Linked DNA regions of Mus musculus: region 1 is linked to region 2. Evidence: chromatin contacts called from public HiChIP or PLAC-seq data. All regions are on one chromosome and are shown on one strand. Each heading gives the region's core, a stretch centred on a gene start, on an enhancer-like site or on the middle of the called end of the contact. The rest is flanking DNA. Distances are from core to core; before and after follow the strand shown. Region 1 overlaps Mast4 (microtubule associated serine/threonine kinase family member 4). Region 2 overlaps Cenph (centromere protein H).

Region 1 (6,004 bases), core at 2,116-4,615, 2.1 Mb after region 2:
GCTCTCATTCAGGGAAATGCCATGTCTGGGAAATGTAAATTGAACCTTTTGTTCAATTTGCCGGGGCAGGTGACATGCAGATGACTGGCCACCTGCCTGCCCTGGAGAGCAGTACAGCAAATCTAGTTTGGGGTGAATGAATTCTCTGTTTATGTGGACGGGCACTGGGGTGAAAGATAGTAGGTAAATAACTTTGATCCTTATACGCAAAAATCAGACTGACTCCATCTACCATTAAGTAAGGTGCTTGATGTTTGATTCAGGTAGCCTATTTGGAAAATGCTTTTGATCTTTGCATCCAAAGTCTAGAGTTTAGCCAAGTAAAAGGAATACTTTTTACAGGAATTCTTTCTCCAGGTCCAAGATCAACAAGTCCTTAAACTCAGACTTGGGAAAGAACATTACATAATAGCCACTTAATGGCTATTGTTTTACAGTACAAAGGGTTCATTTGGCATTTCCTAGAGAGCTTTATTCAGGTGGTAGCTTTTCCCATGACAGACATACTCTCTTAATCCCAGCCCTCCATGAATCTATAAAAGAAAACATTTAATAACTGTAATTTCCAAGGTAGAGACATCTAGCATGCTGCATTCCACAAGACACACATGTTGTATGTGAATGGGGAATATACGTTGTTTTTTTTGTTTTTTTGTTTTTTGTTGTTTTTTTAGGTAAGCTACAGGTGCTGTGACTTCCTTCAGATTTAACAGCCAAGAAGCTTGGCAGTGTGTAGGTAATCCTCCAAGGGTGACTCTTAAGGAGGTGGCATAGTCAATCCTGAGACATAAACTTGTGCTGTAATATTTAAAATTAGAACAAACATGGCTAAACGAGCATCTATATTTCTCATGGTGAAGAATGGGCCTGCTGAGCTCAGCTTTCTCCCCTCGAAGCCTATGGCTATCGGCTGTGATCTCAGCAAGATCCAAATATGACCCATCAGGTGGCTCGCTCCGCCCAGGCAATTTGCTGGGAACCTAAGTCATTAGTCTAAAAGACATGAACTTCCATGTCAGGTTAGAAACTTCCCAGACTCATGGAGAGCTGGTTCTCTGCTCTAAAGAGGTTGAGGTTTATGTTGAGATCTGCACTTTGCCTGCAATTATAGTGGATAAAAGACACTACACTAACAAAACCAGGGTCATTGATAAATTGAAGACCCAAATAGGAGCAGAATAGAAAATTCCCCAGGGTTCTATAATAAAGCAACCAACAGGGTGCTTAAGAAATGAGATAAACACTAACAATTGTCTATTCGTAGCCATCCATTTTACATTCAAATACTGACCAAAGCCTAAAGTTTATACTAAGTTCCTTTTTTCTTTATGACAAAACAATATGACTGTTCAGTTTGATATCAGTCCCCAACAGCTAAAACCCCCTCAGGTCCTGCTATTCTATAACAAAGCTTAAGGTCAACATTTTAAAAATTTACCGCTGAGTCCTTGACGGAACTCCCTAATTTCCAGGCAGATAGAGGGAAAAGAAAACAGAAAGTATGGGAACTTCAAAAAATTAACAGCCCGTGTGAACTTTTATTTAGAGATTTCTCTCGTTACAAAGTGTACCCATGTGTCATGAAAAACACGTTCGTGACTATTAATACATAGCCAGCTCTACTCATAGAGAGTGATGGCTTCCAATAGACAAAGTTATGGACACCACCCATCCACTTTCATCCCCGTGGCCCCAGGCCCTTTTTAAAAACATCTTGGCTCTCCTCCTTAACTTTCAAAGCGATTATTCAGTTACCATGATGTCACACTCAAATGACTAGATGACATCTAGTGAAGATAAGACAGGTTAAAATAAAATACCTCTGTGTGTGCTCACACTAGAGTTGGGCGTGCTCCGGACCCTGCTGGGGAGGGTCCAATCGGAATCTCTCCAAGGGAAGAGCTACTTTTATTCTAACCAATACACAGAAGACTCCCCACAGAGTTGTATAGCTCCAGCCCAGTTCCAAGCCTTCTTCCTCTACAGACCCATAGGGACTAAGGATTTTTTGATACCAATATCTACCAGCTTTTTAGTCTCTATTGCAAAGCTTATGACTCCCCTGCTTTAAAAGATACTATTTAAACTCCTGATACCAGATATATTTGTAAAGAAAACCAGGCAAAGCCATAAAAGACTAACACATTCTTTCTCATATCCTACCTCCCTGTCCCAGTATCCTGGACCTTAAAGCAGCCAGCCAGAGAAGCACAAACGCACTGCCTAGTTACAGGGTGAAGAGCTGTGACTCCTTCTCCAAAGCATAAGCTTCCATGTCCTCATCGATTATTTCCAATGCATTTTTTTTTTTTTGGAAACCCACTTTTTTCACTTTATACATTCCTCACTGCTCTGCCTCCTCCTCCATCACCATACACCTGAACATTACAGGGCAGCAGTGACAACTTGGGAGCTCCCATTCTGAGCCAGGCTGGCCTTGAACTCTGAGAATCCACCTGCCTTTGTTCTCCTGATTGCTGCGATCTGGTCAGCCTTAAGGGGGAACTGCAGAGACTGTCAGAACTCCCTATGCTAGGCGGAAACCCAGGCTCTCAGCAGACAGCAGCAAGAGCCGTATATACCAAAGTCTTGGAGTAGAGCCCTCTCTTCCCTGGATGAATTATTCGGGGAAAAGGCTGGGCACGGTGTGGCAGGGCCGGGGAGGAGGGGTGAGCTCTACAAGGCAGCTTCAGGGCACATTAGCCAAGCTGGAGCTGACTGGATGAGAGGATGACAGGGCGAGTCCTGCAGCAATAGGCAAGGCACAGTGGAGAACGTGAAGACAGGAGAGGGATGAAAGGAAGCAGTTATGAAACAGGCCTGGGCAAGGCCAGGAGTGGGAGGAAATGGCTCAGGGACTCAGGGAGGGGCCTAGCCCGCAGGTCAGGCGTGGAGAGGCGAGGAGGAGCCACAAGTGGGGCCTGGTTTCGGCCACCTGTGGAACCAGCTGCTGAGAAACGGCCTGGTGCCAGGGCTCAGGAGGGAGCCAACAGTGAGGGGAATTAGGCCCAAGAAGATCCGGGGCTTTATGTGGGTTCATATGTCTGTTTGCGGACAGGGTCTCACAGTATAGCCCCGGCTAGCCTAAAACTTGTCCCATAGACCAAATAGCCTGAACATGCAGCAATCCTCCTGCCTCTTCCACCAGAGTGCTGCTGATATTACAGGTGTAGGCTACCGCACCCAGCTGAGTCAAGGCTTTAAAGTGAAACTCCAGCAGCAAGCTCAGAGGGAAGAGAAGGAGAGGGGAGGGGAGGAGAGGGGAGGGGAGAGGAGGGGAGGCGAGGTTCACAGGCTGTGGGAGGAACTTGAACTTCCAGGGAGGATGTGAAAAGGAAACTTCTGCCCTTGCCAACTCTGGTGATGGAGCAGCCCATGGGGTGAGCAGACGGTGAGTAAGGGGATGTGATTCAGGAACGAGGCTCCTGGGCTGCCTGAACATATAAGGCTTGGTGCCACGATGCATGACCTCTGGGTTTATCTGCCCACAAAAGGTGGTCACCACCCAATCTGCATTTCCTTGCTTCACACCAACCGTGCTGGTCAAATGACAACTCAGAGTACCACTGGACAACTGTTGATGCTGGGGGCACTGATGGTCTCCCCACTGTGTGAGCCAGAGACAACACTCACGCACGCATGCACACAGGCCACCCTTCACTCTTGGGGGACTTATCCCCTTGAAAGTCATCTCTGCCCATTCCTTCAATGACGCTGTTTTTCTTCCAGACTAAGATAATCTACACCTCCCATGGTATAAATGATGGTTTCCAGGTCAATGCCCTATACCTAAATTCAACTTCCTGTCTGGGGACTTTCTTTTTGTCCTTCCTGCCTCAAGAGACTTTGATGTTGCCAGACAGTTGCCCCCCCCCCAAATGTTTCTCACAGTCTTCAGCCTCCCTTTAAATATTACCTTTTCAAAGGGACTTCCCTAGCCTCTTTATTTAAAGCAGTCCCCACTCCACACCCACAAGGTTACTCTCTCTCTCTCTCCCTCTCTCCCTCTCTCCCTCTCTCTCTCTCTCTCTCTCTCTCTCTCTCTCTCTCTCTCTCTCTCTCTCTCTCCCTTCCACACTCTTGCAGCTGTCGGAACACTGACCCCAATTTGGCAATGGGCTTCTTTAGATATCTGTTTACTGGTGAGGCTGACTTATTCACTACTGTAGTCCTTGCCTCAGCATGAACGGAAGGCAGGAATGAATTCCCAGTGGTCCTTCAAACAGAATCAAAACTCCACAAATGTGGTTTTAACTGTGTGTGTGGGAGGAGGGGGATACAAGAAGCAACTCCAGGTATCCATCCCCCCCACCCTACTACCCCCGCTCCAACCGGCCTTCTCCCATTCCCCACGTTTGCGTGTTTGCTGACTACCACCCAGATGGCCCTCAAGCCAAAACCACTTTCCAGGGCCACGGTGGAATCCTTGCTTGTCCAAGGACAATGGCTCACTGACTGGCTCCTATCAAGTTAAGAAGTTCACATCCTTAACTTCTCTCCCAGGTAGCAGATCCTTTCTGTAAACCTTACAAAGTTTCAGCTAGGCCGATGCAATGGTTTAATGACTGACTGACTGGTGTGAAGATCTCACCCTGCTTCCAGGCCGGAGCTCCCCAGAGTCACTCACTAGTCACCCCCTTTCTCTCCCCACTGGATTAAGGATAGGCTACTTCAGCTCTCCTCAGCCACGCTGCTGACTACCCATGCCGTCATGACCGTGGTGATGTCAACAGCTAAGATTTATTCATTGTTTTTATTCGCCGGTAATTGCATTAGGAAAAATAAAGGCCGTATTAGCCAGGCTGGAGCTGATGAGAGATGTGAGGCAAGCAGGGTGAGCCTTGGTAAGGATGAAAGGAAACAGTCATGAAGCTCACACACACACACACACACAACTCAATAAGTAACTTACTTATCCCTATTTCAAAGATGGAGACGCTGAAGTTCAAGAAAGTAAACTTGCCCAACACCACAGGGGCCAGAGATAAACCCAGGTGTACTAAATTCAGATCCAGCCGCCTCCTCATTGCTGTCTTACAGTTTTTGGTACCCAGCAAGCTCCATCTAGGGTCTTTCTTGCTCCAGCAATGTGTGCAGTCTTCTCTCTCTGACCTCTCTCTGACCACAGCCACTGAGCTTTGGTCCGCACCATTTCTATTCCCTCTGGGAAGGCACTATGCTCTCCGAGAAATAGCCCTGCATCTTTCAGAAGTCCTGAACTGTGGCCTTTTGTGTATGGTGCCTCTCCTGGACTCCTAGATCCAAGTCTCTCCTTTGCACTGAGCATGCGTGGGGCCTATTGCACCTTGGAAATACCCCACAGCTCTGGTTTACAAGGCTTTCCTGGCAGGTTTTGCAGAAGGCACACATGAGGCTTTCAGCTTTGGGTCACATAGATACATGCTAGGTACTGAACAGATGTCAATTGTACCGGTCTTTCAATAAAAGAGGTGAGTACAAACTTATCAACAGCTTTAAGCACTGAATGTTGGGGCAGAAAAAAAAATCCATTTTCCACCTTTCTCATATATGCATGATCAAACGAACGAACAACCCCCCCTCCTCCACTGGATGTTTCTGCAGGCAGGTGTTCATCAAGAGTCAATATATTTTGTTAATTATGACAGTTAAAAAAAATCCTTGCATGTACCTGCTACTCAGAACAACTCCAAGTAATGTAAATTTAGCAAAAAGGTTGAAGGGGGGAGAAAAAACAGTAGCAACAAAACTTCTTTTATTTCTTGGTTTTTACAAGTTGGAGTCCTCAGAAAAATACAAGTTGAAGTGTCAAAAAAAAAAAAAAAAAAAAAAAAAAAAAGGAGAATTTCCTTGAAGGGATTAAAGCAGAGCAGAGTATGAGTTGGCGTGGATAAAGATTTTGGTGATTTGGTGATCTGGCTGTCACTTGGGTTTGGAGCTTGCCATTATATCAATGACAACGTGCCAGATTTTGGAACATGAAAGTAAAAGATCAAGCGCGTCCAAGCCTGCTGGCGTAGTGGCA
Region 2 (6,005 bases), core at 3,175-5,674:
TACTGTAGAAAAAGTCCATTTTGGGGGGCTCGAGAGATGCCTGAGTAGTTAAGAGCATTGGCTTCTCTCGAAGAGGACTGGTTCCCAGCACATGAACGCTTACAGCTGTCTGAAACTATCGTTCCAGGGAACCTGACACCCTCTTTTGGGCTCTGTAGCCTATTGCATACACATGGAATATACAAACTCATCTACATACACACACAAAAAACTTTTTCTTCAAAATGATGTTTTCTGTGTAGCCCTAGCTGTCCTGAACTTGTTCTATAGACCAGGCTGGCCTTGAACTCGCCTGTGCTACAAAGGGCCTGGCTGGAGAAGTGACCCAAGCCCTTGGAGGAGCCCAGAAGATCGTGAGTTGAATCCCAGACATTGGACGGTTGGAGATTGACTTTTGCTTTTGATTGTGACTGTGCTCTGATATTTTCCCTCTTGAAGGAAGAAACTGTTTTAGTGGAGCCCACAGTTAAGAGACATTTAATTGTAAAAAGACTTTGAATTTTAAAAGAGATGGATATTTTAAAGAGATTGAAAATTTAAGAATATGTAAAGACTGTGGGACTTTTAAAGTTATTTAGATCAGAGGAGATTTGCTTGCCTCTGCCACCCAGTGCTGGGATCAAAGGTGTGCGCCACAACTGCCCGGGGGGAAAAAAAAAGAATTTTTAAAAATAAAAACGGTAAATCCATTTCTGTGACTGGAGCTTGGCCCGCCTCTCCTAAGCAGCTTTCCTTTGGCTTGTGTAGTTTTCGTGTGGTGGCCCCTTTGCTCACATAACTGGACTGTATGGCATACTTCGAATCTAGGGGACCAGACGATGACAGAAGCACACACGTCTGTCACGAGCTATGAGACTGGGGTTCTTACTCCCTTTTATAGACTCCATGGTCTGGTTTTGGAAATCTCAGTAGTGTTTGGAGGGAAATTTTTAATTTAAAAAAAACATTTGTTTATATGTATGTGTGTTTTGCATGCATGTAAAACGTATGTATGTATGTATGTATGTATGTATGTATGTATGTATGTATGTACGTACGTACATATGAGCTTCACACACACGTCTGGTGCCTGACTGGCCAGAAGAGGGTGTTAGATTCCATGGAACTGGAGTTAGAGATGGTTGTGAGCTGCCATGTAGGTGCTGGGAACTGAACTTGGGTCCCTGAGAAGAGCAGTCAGTGAGTGCTTTTAACCACTAAGCCATCTCTCCAGTCCTGCAAGTATTCTTTTTTTAGTTAATAATGCAGTAATGTTTATTCTTTTTATTCCTTAAGTTATAAAAGTAAAATGCATGCTAAGTAGAGAAGGAGAAAAGAAGACACAACCTTACTTAACACACACAACTTTGCACAGCGTGCAGATGCATAAGCATATTCCAAAAGGGGTCACGGGGAAACGTTGGCAAGGAGATGCACATCCGGTGGCAGCAGGACCGCCCGCTTCTTTCCAAGGCCTCCACGGCCAGACTCCTGCAGAGGATGCCACTTTAATGAGCACAATTAAAACGAAAGGTTCTGTGTCACATCAACTCAAAACCCCAAAACTGAAGCAGCAGAGTGGTTCCAAAAACACCATTTACATTTCCCATGAACTCGGCTATTTAAATGACAGATTGGTCACAAAGCCAATTTTAAACTGCGGGATTCTTCTCATAGCGTGTTGAGGTCCTTCTCCAGCTGCAGCACTGTCTCTCTGAGGGCAGGGTCCTCTGCCCAGTTGGTTTTACTCGCCAAAATAAGGCCCTGTAATTAAAGAAAAATTCTAAGTACTCAATTTAACAAGACTAATCCTTTCCTGATTTTTTTTTTCCTGGACAGTTTTCATGTAGCCTAGGTTGGCCCTGAACTTGCTATGCATCAACTCTGCAGCTGAGGACAGCCTTGAACGTCAGATTTTCGGCCTCTACTTACTCAGTGCTAGGATGACAAGGACCTGCCACCATGTACAGTTCACGTGGGCTGGGGGTCACAGCCAGGGCTTTGTGCCTGCCCTGTGCACTATGTCCCCAGCACGCTTACACTTATGCTACATCATCTAATTTACTGAGCACCTACTAGTCCCCAGCAAAGAGTGCTCCATCTCTGTTTCCCACTGTCAAGTAGGCGGCAGCCTTGCTTCCCATAATGCTGAGTGGTATGTCCAGTGTTCACGTATGGGTTCCCAGGATAGCTTTTTTTTTCCCTTTTTAAATTAATTTATTTATTATATATAAGTACATTGTAGCTGTCTTTAGGCACACCAGAAATGGGCACCAGATCTCATTACAGATGGTTGTGAGCCACCATGTGGTTGCTGGGATTTGAACTCAGGACCTCTGGAAGAACAGTTAGTGCTCTTAACTGCTGAGCCATCTCTCCAACCCCCAGCCTAGGACAGGTTTTATTCATTAGGAATACTTGTGGGCAGTGGTGGCACATGCCTTTAATCCCAGCATTTGGGAGGCAGAGGTAGGCACATTTCTGAGTTCAAGACCAGCATGGTCTACAGAGTGAGTTCCAGAACAGCCAGGGCAATACAGAGAAACCCTGTCTTGAAAAACAAACAAAAACCCCCCACAAACAAACAAAAAAATTGTGGGCGGTGGGGGGCACTGGATAAAAAATAAAACCGTTTGTTTTCAAGAGTTGAAGAGTTAGTTCATCCAAGGTTTGTTTTTTTTTTTTTTTTTTTTTTACAAATTTTAGAGAATAAGTGTTACTATGCTGTTATGTACAAAAATATTTAAAATATTGGCGTACAGAAGAGACACTCGCCGGGCAGTGGTGCACATGCCTTTAATCACAGCACTCAGGAGGCAGAGGCAGGCAGATCTCTGTGAGTTTATTATAGCCAGCCTGGGCTATACAGAGAAACCCTGCGGGGTGTGTGTGTGTGTGTGTGTGTGAAGGGGGAGGGGATGGATGGACATTTTTTATTATTGTTTTCTGACTTTTTAAAATTAATTAATTTTATATGCTTGTTTTGTTTTGTTTTGTTTTAAATCTACATTCCTATTTGCTCACCAGGCCTATTGCCATGGGAGCCAGAAGAAGAGATCAGATCCCACGGGACTATAGTTACATGCACATAGTCCTGAGCTGCAATGTAAGTACTGAGAATTGAACCTGGGTCCTCTGGAGTTGTAGCCAGTGCTCCTAACTAACCAACCAACTCTCCAGCCCCTGTTTCTGTTTTATTGAGACAAGGTCTCATGTAGTTCAGGCTACCCTTGAACTCCTGACCCTCTGCTTTTCTCTCCCAAGTGGTCCGATTATAGGTATGTGCTACTGTGTCCTGCAACCTCTGTCCTTAGTTTATAAAAGTGTTACCTGGAATGTATGTTGAACAACTGTAGTGATCTTTATCTCCGTCTGTAGTTTTTTTTTCATGGTCTTTATCATTTCAGAATTCTCCATCTTGTCAACATCCTCTTTCTGTTTGTTCTTCTCGATTTGTATTTCTAAAAGCTTACTTCTTGAAGCTTGCTTTAGTTCTGTTAGGTTAAAACCAAAACAATATATGTATGTCTGTATGTGTGTGTTTGTATGTTTACATACATACATATTTATATATGGCTGGGTTTTTTTTTTTTTTCTCCTTTAAAGACAGAATCTAAGTAGTTCTGCCTAGCCTAGAGCTCAGACTTACCTACCTAAAGACATGTGCAACTTTACAAATAGGGACCATGCATGAAAGACTATAAAACAGAGTATTTCCTGGTTATTCTAGTCATGAAGTTATTTATTTTATTTTGATGTTTCTGTTTTTCTTTTTTTTCAGACAGTCTTTTTTTTTCCTTTGTAAAAGATTTATTTCATGCATGTGGGTACACTGTCACTGTCTTCAGATGCACCAGAAGAGGGCATTAGATCCCATTACAGATGGTTGTGAGTCACCATGTGGTTGCTGGGAATTGAACTCAGAACCTCTGGAAGAGTAGTCAGTGCTTTTAACCGTTGAGCCATCTCTCCAGCCTGGAGACAGAGTCTTTGTAGCTCAAGTTAGCCTTAAATTCCTGATCCTCAGGGCTAGAGAGATGGCTTATTAGTTATGAGCATTGGCTGCTCTTCCAGAGGTCCTGAGTTCAATTCTCAGCACCCACATGGTGGCTCATGACCATCTGTAATGAGATCTGATGCCCTCCTCTTCTGGCATGCAGGTGTACATACAGCAGAACCATTAAAAAATATTCCCGATCCTCCTGTCTCTGTCTTTCAAGTGTTGGGATTACATGTGTGTGCCAGAATGTCCAGCCCAAACTTACAGCTTCTTGCATGTTGGGTAAACTCTACTAGCTCAACTGAGTTACATCCTCTGGCCTTGGTTCTTATAAATGTTTAGCCACTTTCAGTTTTATTTTCACTAGAAGACTATCCCCTGGGGCATATGTGCTTTCTTCTTGTTTCTTTTATGTAGCCCTGGCTGTCCTGGGACTTGCTCTGTAAACCAGTTTGGCTTCAAACTAGGACATCTGCCTGCCTGTCTCCTGAGTACTGGGGCCAAAGGTGTGTGTCACCACTGCCTGGCATGACGCCTGCTTTTCTAATCCAAGTATCTTTGTTATCTGTTTTCCCACATAGATAAATTCTTGTAGTTTTCTTTGTTTCTTCTTTCTTCCTTCTTTCCTTCCGATTTATTTATTTTATGTATGTGAGTACACTGTAGCTATCTCAGATACACTAGACATCCTGTTACAGATGGTTGTGAGCCATCATGTGGTTGCTGGGAATTGAACACAGGACCTTTGGAAGAGCAGTCAGTGCTCTTAACCTCTGAGCCATCTCTCCATCCCCATAGTTTTCTTTTAAAAGGGCAATATGGATTTCCACAGTTTTTATGATTTACAAGTGAAATGATTTATCTAGAATCCTAGATTTAGTAAACTTGTAAGGACTACAATCTTAACAAATGAGACAATCTATACATTTAGTCACAGTCTCGAGTCAACCTGTGGCCCCCAAACTACTGAACATAAAATTCCTGCCCTATATGTAGTGACTGTCTCAGGGATCTGAAGAGTGGGGGATGGGGCGGCACTGCACGCACACGCACACACACACACACGCGCGCGCTCGAGAGCAACTGTAAGAAAAACATAAATAAACAAATCCTACATACGTAGTCTCTTCTTTCTGACATCAAGCAGCTTTTTCTCCAGTTCTGAAGACTCCTGTTGTTAAAATGTAGATGACAGCACATCACTCAATGGTGAATTTACAATACTTATATCATTGAGTTTCACATAGTCAAATTTTCTTAGGCTCCAATTTCCCTTATCTTTGTTTTTGTTTGTGTGGTTTTTATTTTGAAAAGTCTACTATGTAGCTAGCCATGGATTCTGCATGCTGGGATTAAAGGCAAAGGCATGTTCCACCAAACCCAGCTGTCTTGCTAAGATGGTATCTTAAATAGCCCAGGCTAGCTTCAACTCTCTTTGGAACCAAGAACAACTGAACTCCTGTCTCCACCTCCTAAGTGCTGGGACCACAGGTGCACCTATGCAGCAACACCTGGCCTAGAGCTGGCTTTTCAATTCCTCTATTTCCACAAAGCCAAAGGAAGGAGAGAGTCACTTAAAATATGTTGGTAACTTGTAACCTCAGTAAAAAATAAGCTCTATGATAAAACAACTTGGGAGATGGATCTGCAGTCACCCAGGCCCAGCCGACTTCTCAATCCTGTGTAACAGCTCTGGCAAGATGACAGCAAGATCGCATAAGCAGCCATGCCAGCTTACCTCCTGGGACTTCATTATTAACTTTTGTAGCTTTAATATGTGCTTCATGTCATCTGTGAGCACACTGCAAAGGAAACAAAGATACAACTTGTGCACTCTAGCTACATAATAACAAATCTGGAACCTCAAGAGATAGCTCGGTGGTTAGAAGTACTTACTGCTCTTGCAGGAGACCCAGCACCCAAATGATAGCTCACAACAGTGGCGTTGTAACTCCAGTTCCAGGGGTGTGAAATTCTTTTCTGGCCCCTGCAGGCACTTAACACATGTCGGAGACAAGCATACATA

What was found. HiChIP or PLAC-seq counts read pairs in DNA pulled down with a chosen protein or histone mark.
Region 1: a contact with region 2 is called in an H3K27ac HiChIP or PLAC-seq map of large pre-B cells, with 5 times the contacts expected there. The contact joins two enhancer-like sites. A contact is called at or near these places in 3 of 39 promoter capture datasets (hippocampal neurons, liver and pre-B cells) and 2 of 115 datasets of contacts at active chromatin or transcription factors (large pre-B cells and regulatory T cell precursor).

The regions. Positions count from the first base shown.
Region 1 is chr13:102,896,111-102,902,114 of GRCm38.p6, forward strand. All of the region lies in intron 4 of Mast4 (microtubule associated serine/threonine kinase family member 4), which reads right to left. Among named protein-coding and RNA genes, the nearest start is that of Gm30106, 8.7 kb to the right of the region's middle. Within about 2 kb of position 3,366, at least 173 of the 459 cell types and tissues checked have an H3K27ac peak or open chromatin away from gene starts, as enhancers often do.
Region 2 is chr13:100,758,452-100,764,456 of GRCm38.p6, forward strand. It overlaps Cenph (centromere protein H), which reads right to left. Exons shown (of 9, transcript NM_021886.2): 6 at 5,718-5,781; 7 at 5,099-5,150; 8 at 3,310-3,473; 9 at 1,223-1,743. The coding sequence ends at 1,651. Among named protein-coding and RNA genes, the nearest start is that of Cenph, 14 kb to the right of the region's middle. Within about 2 kb of position 4,425, at least 8 of the 459 cell types and tissues checked have an H3K27ac peak or open chromatin away from gene starts, as enhancers often do.